Regions from separate parts of the Rattus norvegicus genome. Here region 1 is linked to region 2. The links are chromatin contacts, called in public Hi-C maps. All regions are on one chromosome and are shown on one strand. Each heading gives the region's core, a stretch centred on a gene start, on an enhancer-like site or on the middle of the called end of the contact. The rest is flanking DNA. Distances are from core to core; before and after follow the strand shown. Region 1 has its middle 50 kb from the start of Smad3. Region 2 overlaps Smad3 (SMAD family member 3).

What was found. Hi-C and Micro-C count contacts between places; a contact is called where the count stands out from the background.
Region 1: a contact with region 2 is called in a Hi-C map of psoas muscle, with 1.7 times the contacts expected there. The contact joins two enhancer-like sites. A contact is called at or near these places in 3 of 12 Hi-C or Micro-C datasets (liver and psoas muscle).

Annotation. Positions count from the first base shown.
Region 1 is chr8:73,179,597-73,185,424 of GRCr8, forward strand. No RefSeq gene overlaps it. Among named protein-coding and RNA genes, the nearest start is that of Smad3, 50 kb to the left of the region's middle. Within about 2 kb of position 1,480, at least 12 of the 93 cell types and tissues checked have an H3K27ac peak or open chromatin away from gene starts, as enhancers often do.
Region 2 is chr8:73,030,824-73,036,184 of GRCr8, forward strand. Smad3 (SMAD family member 3) reads right to left here. Exons shown (of 9, transcript NM_013095.3): 6 at 141-353. Among named protein-coding and RNA genes, the nearest start is that of Aagab, 55 kb to the left of the region's middle. Within about 2 kb of position 1,593, at least 17 of the 93 cell types and tissues checked have an H3K27ac peak or open chromatin away from gene starts, as enhancers often do.

The DNA of each region.
Region 1 (5,828 bases), core at 230-2,729, 150 kb after region 2:
AGGTGGCCAGGTCGAAAGGTCTAACATTGCTCTGGGCCTGGAATGGCCTCTGTAGGGCATTAAAAGAAAATCACTGAGCTGGTGAGCAGGTGGGGTGATGAGGCGGAGAGGCAGGACGCTAGTGTGTGAGGGAAAGCAGCCTCTCACCTTCAAACGCCTGACAGTCATCAGGACCATCAGCGGACGGATGTAAGATGGGGAAGCCCCAGGAGATTCCCCCACGAAGCTGCCAGAGACAGCATCTTGCCAAGGTTACCCCAACTTCCTCTGCTGCTACGCCCACCTTTATGCACTTCCCCTCCAGCCCTGGCTCTGCCCACTCTCACCTGGCTAGGGGTGTGGAAGGGGAGTGGAGGGAGACCAGGGACGCAATGAAGGTAAAACCCCCTGATTCAGAGCGTAGGAGAGATGGAGTTAATACCCAAAGCTCTCTGACTGCCAAACTGCCCATCGTGCCAGCACCTAGCACAAAAGTTCTGAAGCTTTGTTCTTGGGGGGAGGGAGGGGTCCTTCCCTGCACAGTGGCAGGTGCCCTGGCACTGGCTGTGCCCTGTGGGTTAGGGCAGGATGACGGAGCAGCTGTAACAAGCAGAGTGCTTCTCTGGTTTCCTTCATGCCTCCTTCGTCAGCTGTGGCACACACCTGATTTCATGCCCTACTGTGTGACGAACACTAGTACTTGTGTGCTTTGGCATTTAAAAATTATATTCTAGATCAGCAGTTAGAGCCCACTGGCTGCCCTTGCAAAAGGCTCAGTTCTTAGCACCCGTGTGGCAGCTCGCAACCACCTGTATAACTCCAGTTCTAGCGGATGTGTTGCCTTCCGGTTTCTGAAAGGACCGGGCAGACACACGGTGCACTTACATACATGCACACCCTCACATACACATAAGACAAAAATAAAGATTTTTAAATGATAGTTAATATTATATCAGCCAATAAAGGCGTTTGCCATCTCCCCGGCCCCACATACTAAGCGTTTTCTAATACTGCTCTCAGGAGAAGCCACAGTCTACATAGCACAGATGAGGACGTCAAGTGCCAGGGAGTTCCCCATGGCTAATTCAAGTCACCAGCTGATATGCAGTGGCTGGACCAGAATCAGGAACCCGTACCTAGCCACCGTTTTTTGTTTCTGTGTTTGTTTTTGTTTTTTAACTATCTCCAGGGTAAAGAACTTCCCTAGGCTTTCTTCTGGAGTAGCCCCGACTCTTTGCTGAAGGGGTCACGCCCACAGTGTGTAAATAAAGGAAAAAAAAAAAACGGGAAGAGGGACCACCCAGGGCCTGAAACCTTGCACCTCTGCCCTCAGCTGACCCTCTACAGGTTTCTTGAGCTAGAATGCTGCTGGGAATTCCTCTGTCTCACCACCAAGGCCTCCAGAACAAAAGCTCCCACTGCAGGAACTTCCTGCTCAACCTCTAAGGAGCCGGGCTCCAATTTCAACCACACTGCTGGTGATGTCATCTGGCTAGGCTGGTGTGAGGGGCCCCTCCGCTGCCAGAGCCTCTCAGTGAGACACAAGATGTCCCTGTGAGGAGTGGGGAAGTGCCAAGGCCATGCCTGGCCAAAGCCTTTCCCATCTCTGCCTTCATCCAGCTCCCAAACACTTAGTCATGGAGGCTTGGTGAGCATGCCTGTGTCCATTTGCCAATGGGAAAACTGAGTCCAGTGAAGCAACATCAGGGCCTTCGGGTCAGCAAGAAACTAGACTCAGAGCCAACAGACAAGCTTTCCGTTCTTGGCCTTTCCTTTAATTCATGTTTGTGTGTATGCATGAGTGTATAAATGTGTATGCATGTGCACATGTGCTTACATGAGGGTAAGTGTGTGTGTATGTGTGTGTGTGTGTATACATATGCATATGTGAGAGGGCCGAGGACACCCTCAGGTGTTGTTCCTCAGCTACCATCCATCTTGTTTTGAGACTGGCCTGACACTGATTGGCTAGGCTGACTGGCCAATGCACCCCAGGATCCTCCTGCTTCTGGCACCCTCGCTGCCATACCCAGTTTTTGTTCTCACACTTGCACCCCAAGCACTTTATCAGCTGAGCCATCTCCCCAAGCTCTTCTTCTTAGGTCACAAAGCACAGAGGGAAGGACAGGATCTCTGTCAAAGACAAGTGGCAGGGAGACCAATTACAAGGACTCCTTTTCCGAGCCACCCACTCTGACCCCGGTGACATGCTGAAAATTCAGCAAGAAATGGTCTCTCATCCATTCATCCATCCATTCAGCATAGCAGGGACCAACCACATGGGCTCAGTCCAGTCAAAGCACCCTGTGTGCTCAACTAATATTTTTATGTCAACCCAACAAGGGGAGACCATGGGCCAGGCTCTGAAGGAAGGAACTGAGAAAGTCTATACATGCTCACTGCACTTGTGGAAGACAGACAGACAGATGTTATTGCTGACCCTCACTTGCACATTTCTACCAGCATCAGTTATAAACCCAGCTCATTGGCACGGGGCTCTAACTCATGGCTACCAGTCCATGTGGTGTTCCTTTTACCTCATGTGCATCCTATAAGGCCGAATTGTGAACACCACAAGTCACAGTCTGTCTGTCTGTCTGCCTGCCTGCCTGCCTGCCCCCCACCCCAAGTCCAAGTCTGTGTGTCTCTCTGTGTCTCTGTCTCTTAGCCTCTGTCTCTCTGACTGTCTTTCTCTCATTCTCTAAGACAAGGTCTCACCATGTAACCCTGGCTGTCCCAGAATTAGCTATGCAGCCCAGGCTGGCCTCAAACTCAGTGATCCACCTGCCTCTGCCTCCCAAGTGCTGGGATCAAAAGCATGCACCACCATGGCTGGGACAGGTCTTACTTTGAGAGATCTTAGGCACCTTTTTCATTCAGGTGGGTAAATCCCTGAGACCCTGTTTGTACTGAATAGTTCCACTGCTTAGCTTGGGAAGGAACATGTGACCGAACTGGACCAATCAGATTCTTGCTAGAGTCTTCCCATCAGAACCAGGTCTGTCAGGAGAGATGCAGAGAGAGTATGCCTCTTCTAGGCTAAGAGTGGTAAGGGCAAGTGGGCCTCCAGTCCAGGCGCTAGGCCAGGGCTGGCTGCTTGCTCTGTTAGGGCTCCCAGACTTGCCTACCTCTTTACATTGCATTCTGGTTTAGCTCAAGCACAGGAAAGTTGGTTTCTGCCCCTGACACTGGAGTATTGCTAAGGAGGACAGGAAATTGCATGATGCCAGACATCTGTCTTCTTCATCCTTGTCTCCAGGGCCTGGCACACAAAAATAGTTCAGTCAGTCTTTCTTGAATTAATGCCAAGTGAGTTTGGGGGTATTATTGATTTAGACCCAAGTCTTACAATAATGGCTAGAATTTGCACCAGGCTGCTTTGAAAAATGGCTGTTATCACTAGTACTGTTGTTGTTATTGTTGTTATTGTTGTTGTTGTTGTTGTTGTTATATTAAAATCATAAGACAAAACAAGTTGAGGAGTGCTTGCCCACCATGCACAAAGTCCTGGGTTCGATCCCCAGTGCTGCATAAACCCAGCACGATGGTGCACATTCGTAATCACAACCCTGAGAAAGGTTGGAAGGCAGGAGAGTCAGAAGTTCAGGGTCAGTTTGGTCCACAGCCAGCCTTAACTCAAACAAGATAGAACAAGATCAAATCACAGGTGGCCCGAGTCAGAGTGAATCTGAAAGATGTTTGGGCTCCACGTGTTTGTTTTATGGATAAGAGGCTGGAGGCTAAGGAAGGGAGACAGCAGAAGCCCTCAATTTTTATACAACCGTCCTCCTCCTCCACCCCAAACTGATACACACATGTGGGCACTGCCGTGCTGGTGCGCCAGGCCAGAGCACGTTTTGGCACTGATGACTAGCACAGGTCCCCCTTTCCGCACCTCTTCCCTCCAGAGCCCCATCCCTCAGTTTCCATTACCAGTGAGGGCACACTGATCCTCACCAAGTCCTGGGTCCCTTCTCAGACAAATGCCTCTGCTGTACCACCCGCTAACTGCCCCAAGTCTCCACCCTGCACACCCTCTGTGGTCTGGGACCTGTTTGACTTTGTCGCTTTGTTGCTGGAGTTACTATGGTCAGCCTGGGCCTTGGCAGACCTAACAAGCCAAGTTCAGCCACCCATCCACCATATCCAACAGGCAGGTAATAGTGAAAGAAGAAATGGGATTTACTCGTGTGGCCACATTGGGAGGAGGAACGAGGAAGTTGGTGGACCACACAAGGGGGGGCCTGACATGAGGTTTAGGTTTACATAGACGGCAAGAGGTAGGGGTGGCCCAGCAGTCATGGTCTATGTGCATAGATTCCCATCATCCTTCGTGGGCTCTAGTCTCTTCTGTAAGGTGGGCTGACAAGTGCCTTGATTGGTTTCATAATTTTCCTGTTCCTGGTATGTAATATTGAGGAAGATTCGATTCCTTGGGGACCATTGTTTTGATGGTCTGATGGCCAAGGAGAGGTGCACAGGTGTTTCTGCAGCTTAAATGTGGTCCGGTCAGGATGGCCTTATCTTTGTCCTCCCCTGACAGCTGAACTCCTCTGTTGCGAGTCAGCACACACCCACCCTTTCTTTCATTCCTTAATTAACTACAAAGTGCCCATTCTGTGCTAGATTTGGATCCCTAGGAACCCTTGCTGCCCGCTAAGCATACTCCTGGGAGAAGGAACTCGGAAGTCATTTGGAATGGGCGAGCTGGTACAGTCCCCTGGGTGAAAAGACTTGGCAGCAAGGTAGGATTATGCACTGGACTGGCCAAGCCATCACAGAGGCCAGCACTGGACAGGCAAAAAGGTAAACCAAATAAGCCAAAGTGAGTTACAAGGACAAGGGACTGTGTATATTTTGTAAATATGTCATGAAACGCCACCTTTAGGGACTGAGGAAATGGCTCAGTGGGGAATGTGCTTTCCGTGCTAAGAGACTTGAGAGTGGATCTCCAACACCTGTGAAAACCTAACATAGCAATGGACATCTGTAACCCCAGGGCTTGGGGGAGGATAGTAGATAAAGGGGCTTCCTGGCCAGCCATCCAGCCATAAGAGCAAGCCCAGGTTCAGTGAGAGACCCTATCTTTAAAAAAGAGACTGGGGGGGGGGGGGCTGGGGATTTAGCTCAGTGGTAGAGCGCTTACCTAGAAAGCGCAAGGCCCTGGGTTCAGTCCCCAGCTCCGAAAAAAAAGAACCAAAAAAAAAAAAAGAGACTGGGTGTATATAATAGAGAAAGACATTGACTACTGACCTCTGCCTTCCCACAGGCACATGCATGAGAGTACATATACACATACACCGTACAACACACACACACACACACACACACACACACACACTATAGATCTCTGATGTTATTTTGTTCTGTACCCTCTATAGGCCAGTGGTGCAAGCAGGTCTTGGGACCCTCAAGTATCTGAATTGGATGGAACAAGAGGGCAGCTGAGAAAATCCAGGACCACACATATGTGGGCTGAGCCCCGCCCTGGGGTCAAGTTCTGGCGGGAGGAGCCAGCTGTGCACCCGGGACTTGTGCATGGCCATTCTTTGGTGCTTCATGGGTATACTTCATGTTATTCTTAGCTTGTCACAGCTACAGTTCAGATCATCCCCTGCAGTGGATGAAGGACACCAGAATCCAGGATTGCTAAGCACTGTCACAGGGAGCCCCACAGCCCCAGGAGCAGGTAATCAGTAAGTACTTGTTGAATGAATGGCCCTTTGGGTTCCCAAGTCCGTGTGCTCATTAACTGGCAGCTGACACAAAAGGTGAAGGCTTCCTAAGCCCAGCACTAACGCAGCATGATTTGTGTGTGCACATGTGTGGGTGAGCAGATGCACATGTGT
Region 2 (5,361 bases), core at 343-2,842:
ACCAGTGTCCTGTGAGCGGAGAGCAAGTGCCGTAACTACACACTGTGCCACGCTCCCACCTCGCCTCATCTGGGTCCTACAGCCCTTGGTGCTGGGGGTCCCAGTGTCCTCAGGAGGCGGGGCTAGGGTAGGTACATTACCAATGTGCCGCCTTGTAAGCTCCACGGCTGCATTCCGGTTAACATTGGACAGCAGGCCCAGACAGAAGCGCTCTGAATTGGAGGGATCAGTGAAGCCATCTACTGTCATGGACGGCTGTGAAGCGTGGAATGTCTCCCCAACTCGCTGGTTCAGCTCGTAGTAGGAGATGGAGCACCAAAAGGCCGGCTCACAGTAGGTGACTGGCTGTAGGTCTGAGGAGACATGGGGTGTGCCAGGTCAGTAGATATTCAGGGAGGCTCTGGAAGACTTGCTTCTTCCTCTGACCCCCCAATTCCCATTGCACAAACCCTTCAGGGTGCCAGAGAGTGGGATCCTCAGAATTTGGGGGAGAATCTGACAGCCTATAGAAGAAGAGACACTGTGTTCATTTCTTTTGGACCCACAGGCAGCCTGCCCCATAGTGTTTGACCGAACTGTGAACAGAAGCATCCTTCAGAGTAAGGCTAGCCCAAACAGGAAGCAGGTCAGGACTGATCAGCACTATAAGCAGACCCTTTCAGGGACCCCTCAGCAGGCAGGGTCCTGGCAGCTCCTTTCTCACAATCCTGCAACCTCCTGCAGGACTGCATGTGCCCTGTGCCACCTCCAAATGCTCCTCCACACTGTAGCTCTACTACTGGCCTTAGGGAGGAGCTTTAAGCCCACTCTGCCCACTTAAATGATCCACCTATGCTCACTGTACCATCTCCCTCAGTGGCTTCAACCTCCTGCAGCCCAGGTATATGGTCCTTGTAAGAGTGAGGTGAAGACAAAGTCCCCATCCTGACACTATACAATTCATACTGCTAGAGCCAGCTCTAGGGTCAGCACACCCTAAGCTAGGGCAAATGACTGCTTGGGAGAAAGGGGGGGTTAGATATTATGGGATGGTCAAATGCACCCTCAACCTGTACTCGCTGTATACTAACAGCATATATATACCTTACCCCTTCCCCAAGTACTGAAAATAAAAACCATTCCTAGTACTGCCAGATGTGTTCCAGGGGTTGGAAGCACTCCCCATTGAAAGCCACTGTCCTTTAGGTTGAACCAGCATGATTTCATTCACGTTCCCTTGTGTGAGCCTCTAGATCACCCCTGCCCACCTGTTGCATCCTCTATGCCATTGGAGCTATCAGTGGATTCCATGAGCTAACTCGAGTAAGATGTGGCCACGCAGCAAACGCCGTACGGTATCAACATGATAATAACCCAGACGATGGACCTGAGAACTCCCTGATCCTGGCTTGACTTTCCAGATGCAGAAGAACAAGGCGTCCTTTCTTCCTTTTCTTCTCACGGTTGAGCAAGAGGCCAGGAGGGCAGAGGCAGAGGATCAAAGCTACTGTACAGAGGAGGGAATGATGGGACAGGAGCAGCTGTGGCCTGTGCCCCTGGCTTCTGAGGCTGGGCTGAGCCACACCGGCCATGTCCGGCCCTGGCTCTGCTCCATGCTTCCACATTCCAATGAGATAAGCTAGATTCTAAACAATGCAGCCACTAGAATGTGAGCTATGTTGCTTTGGACACTTTGGGGTGGTTTTTTTGGTTTGTTTTGGTTTGTTTAAAAAAAGAAAAAAGAAAAGCCCAGGACTAGCCAAGGGCTAGCCAAGGTTTAAAATGTTCGGGTGACCTGTCAGCACCACTAGCTGCTACTGCCCAGGTGCGGGCTCTACCGCCCTTGAGGTGTATCCTTGGAAGCATGACCTACTCTGGTCTGTTTCCTATTCTGTGTCAAGACTGGTTCTAGAGAGAGCTAAAGCCGGCCATCTCAGCCACTGCACTTCTGGCCTGTGTCAGTCTGAAGAGGCAGCTTTGGCTGATCCAGGTCAGCCTTGCCTTCCTCAGTAATGTGAACAGCACGTTTAGCTCCCTCACCCCCAAATTTCAAAGTCCTGCCTAAAATTTCATGGTCCTAGTCCCCGGGACACTGACACCTACCAATCCAAAGCCACCCAGAGTGTCTGTCACACCTGGAGGAACACCGTTCTGGGAAAGGTGAACTTCCAGGTAGAAAAAGGTCTTCCCGGGGAGATATGGACCCTCCTCCAAACACCTCTGGGATCCTCCAGGCGCCCTGAGCAGCAAAGTAGGGAGACTGAGCTCAGAGGGACACGCACGCCATCAGGACTCAGCAGCTGTGTCATGGCACCAGGGCACAATTTGAAGACTGCCACTTCAGAGGGTACCTGTCAACTCTGGCTCAGAAACAGGCAGAATAGGATAGCCCCATTCGTGGCTTTTAATTCCCTGCTTCTGGCTGTGCCTTTGAGTTCTCTCTCTCCTTCCACCCCCAGTATCAGCCCTAGCTGCTTTCTTCAGGCACTTCAGCCATAGCAGGGACAAAGCAGAAACGTATAATTACTGTTTCTTCCTGCAGTGGTGGTCCTGCCTCTGCCCCCAGATGCAATTCTTTTTGCAAAAGTCGGTGCTCTGGAAAGAGAACTACCACTGGTGTAAGTATGTGGTAGCAGATATTGACAGCCTGACTCTGAGCTTCCTAAAAGATCAAACAAAAAGAGGCCATCGTTGTGGCCTGGACCTGTCACACACCCCATAGGCTCATACGTGTGAATACTTGGCCCCCAGCTGTTGGTGCTGTTTAAGGAGGTTATGAAACCTTTGTGACCCAGGGCTAAGCTGGCAGATGTTGGTCCCTGGAAGCAGGCCTTGAGGGTTATAGCCTTCCCTGAGTTCTGGTTCCATTCTCTGCTTTCTGATCTACCAAGGTTTGAACAAAGTGTGCTTCAAGGTCCAGCCAACATGGGCTTAGCTGCTCCAGCCACCTTGTCATTCCCTGGAGTCAACGCACCCCAGGTTTCAGAGCTTCCCAACAAATGCCAGTGTAGTTTACACAGGCCCTGAAGACCTGCTGCTCAAAGGCTCCTTGGCTGATTGGCTTATGCTCCAAGGAGCATGGGTTTGTTGTATTGACCAAGGCTTCCATCACCTGGGATGTTAGAGAAGACCTTGACTGCACATAGCCCAGCTCCCACCAGCCTGGCCAGTCTCTGCTAATATCCTCTCAGAACAGAAATGCGGGAGACATGGAGCCTCCAGCACCATCAGGGGCCCCACCCCCAACCAGCATGGTGTCAGGCAAGCTTCTAGACTGGCATGGGGCACTCAATTCTCCACTGGCCCCAGGCCAGCCTAACGCATTGGCTGGCTTCAGTTCCAAGCCCCGTTCCAAGCTGGCACGGACTCTCTGTTTTGTTTAAGGAAAGGAAAACAGAATAAAACCCAGAAGGCGACACTCGGATTAAGGGGTGCCTATTAAAAACATGTGCAAAAGATTCCAGTTGGCAGAAGCAGAGGGGAGGAGAGGGGCACATCAACTTTCTCCTGAACTGAAGCAGACGATGAGCAGAGATCTGCTCAGTGAGTACCATAGGACTTGAGGTCAAAGCAGAGATGGCCTGGCTAGTCTGGGCTCTCCCTAGCCATGGAGAACAGGTCTATCTGAGTCTTAAGGATTCCACCCTCCAACCCCATATCCCTTCCAACTCTCTGTTCTTGAGCTGTTCTCTTTCAGAAGAGTGCCCTTCCCCATCTGTATGACCCTGACCAGCAAGGCCCAATTCAGGTGACATAGACATTCCTTCATGCAAAGAAATTTCATGCCCAGCCATCTGGGCACTTTCTCATGTGCTACAGGGGTTGGCCCTCTGTAACCGAAGTGTCTGGGCCCTAACTCGAGCCTCTGGGGTTAAGGCAGAGAGGCAAGACATGCAGAGGAATGAGGGTAAGTTCCTCTAGCCTCAGACCAATTTACTAAATCAAGAAAACATTCACCTCTATGAGAGTGTGTAAATGTGAGTGTGTGAGTGTGTGTGTGTGTGTGTGTGTGTGTACATACACATGTGTGATATGCCTTGGGACTACCTCAGGTGTCAGTCCCCACTTTCTACCTTGTTTAGAAAGGGTCTCCTGTTCAGCTGGCCTATGAGCTTCCAGGGAGTCTCAGGTCTCTGCCTCCCATCTGGCTGTAGAAGACACCTGCTGCCACATCCGGCATTCCATGGGTTCTTGGGATCTGGACGCAGGTCTTCATGCTTGCATGGCTGTACTCAGTGAACCACTTTCCTAAGCACCTGCCTGTGTTCTCACAAGCCCACATGCAGCTACACATGGCCTTTACCAAGGACCTGTCTGGCAGCATGGAGAAGCCAGTGGCTTCTCGTCATTTTCACAGGCCTATCATCATTCCTGCCACCCAGCCCTGTCCTCTCCCAGCAGAAGGTGGCTCACCCTGCCATAGGCACTCCAGGAAGCTATTATCTCAATAGGCTCCAGCTCTCTGCTGCCCCAGGGCTCTTGTGAGGGCCTCGGGTTTCCTCATCCCAGCCACACCCTACATGTGTCACCGTGAAGCAGGGAACAACTTACTCACCAGAGGGACCCAACTGTCACCTTTCCCTAACCTGCTGCGTCCTTCCCCTGTTTTCCTCAATCTTCCTGACTTAGACACTTAGGAAGTTCTAGGTGACCCACCCAGCATGATGTGTCTGATAGAAATATGCCCAGCTCACAGCCCCTGCTCTGAGAAACAGTGGTGCCAGAGATTCCCCAGGGCCAGCCTCTGCACCGTGCCCAGCTGGGGCTCAGCCATGCCTTTGGGCCTCATCACCCAGGTCGCTGCACCACTGTATTAGATAAGTGGCTTCCCTGTGGTAGGAAGCTCATCTTTCCCTAGACCGGAGTTGGGGCCTGGAGTGGGTAAGAAATGAAAGGAGCAAGTGGATGTTGTACACTTCTTTTTGCATCGCAATTTCATAACAAGATCTTTAGAAGGCACACCTGTACCCTGAGATCCCTCATCTCTTCTCTCAGAAGCACTGTGCTGACTAGCTGTATATCAACTTGGCAAACTAAAGCAGGTGAACCTCGGTTGAGACGATGCCTCAGTAAGATCAGTCTGTGGACAATCCAGTAGGGCATTTTCTTAATTAGTGATCAAGGGACAAGGGCTCAGCCCATTGTGGGTGGTATCATCCCTGGGCTGGCTGTCCTGGGTTCTACAAGAAAGCAGGCTGGGCAAGCCATGAAGAGGAAACCAGTGTGCAGCATGCTTCCATGGTCTCTGCATCAGCTCCTGCCTCCAGGCTCCTGCCCTGTGTGAGTTCTTGTCCTAACTTTCCTCAATGATAGACCAGCTTATGTCTCATTGGCTCTCTCCCAGAAGCAGGCCCCTCTCTCCCCGATCCACCTACTCCTATG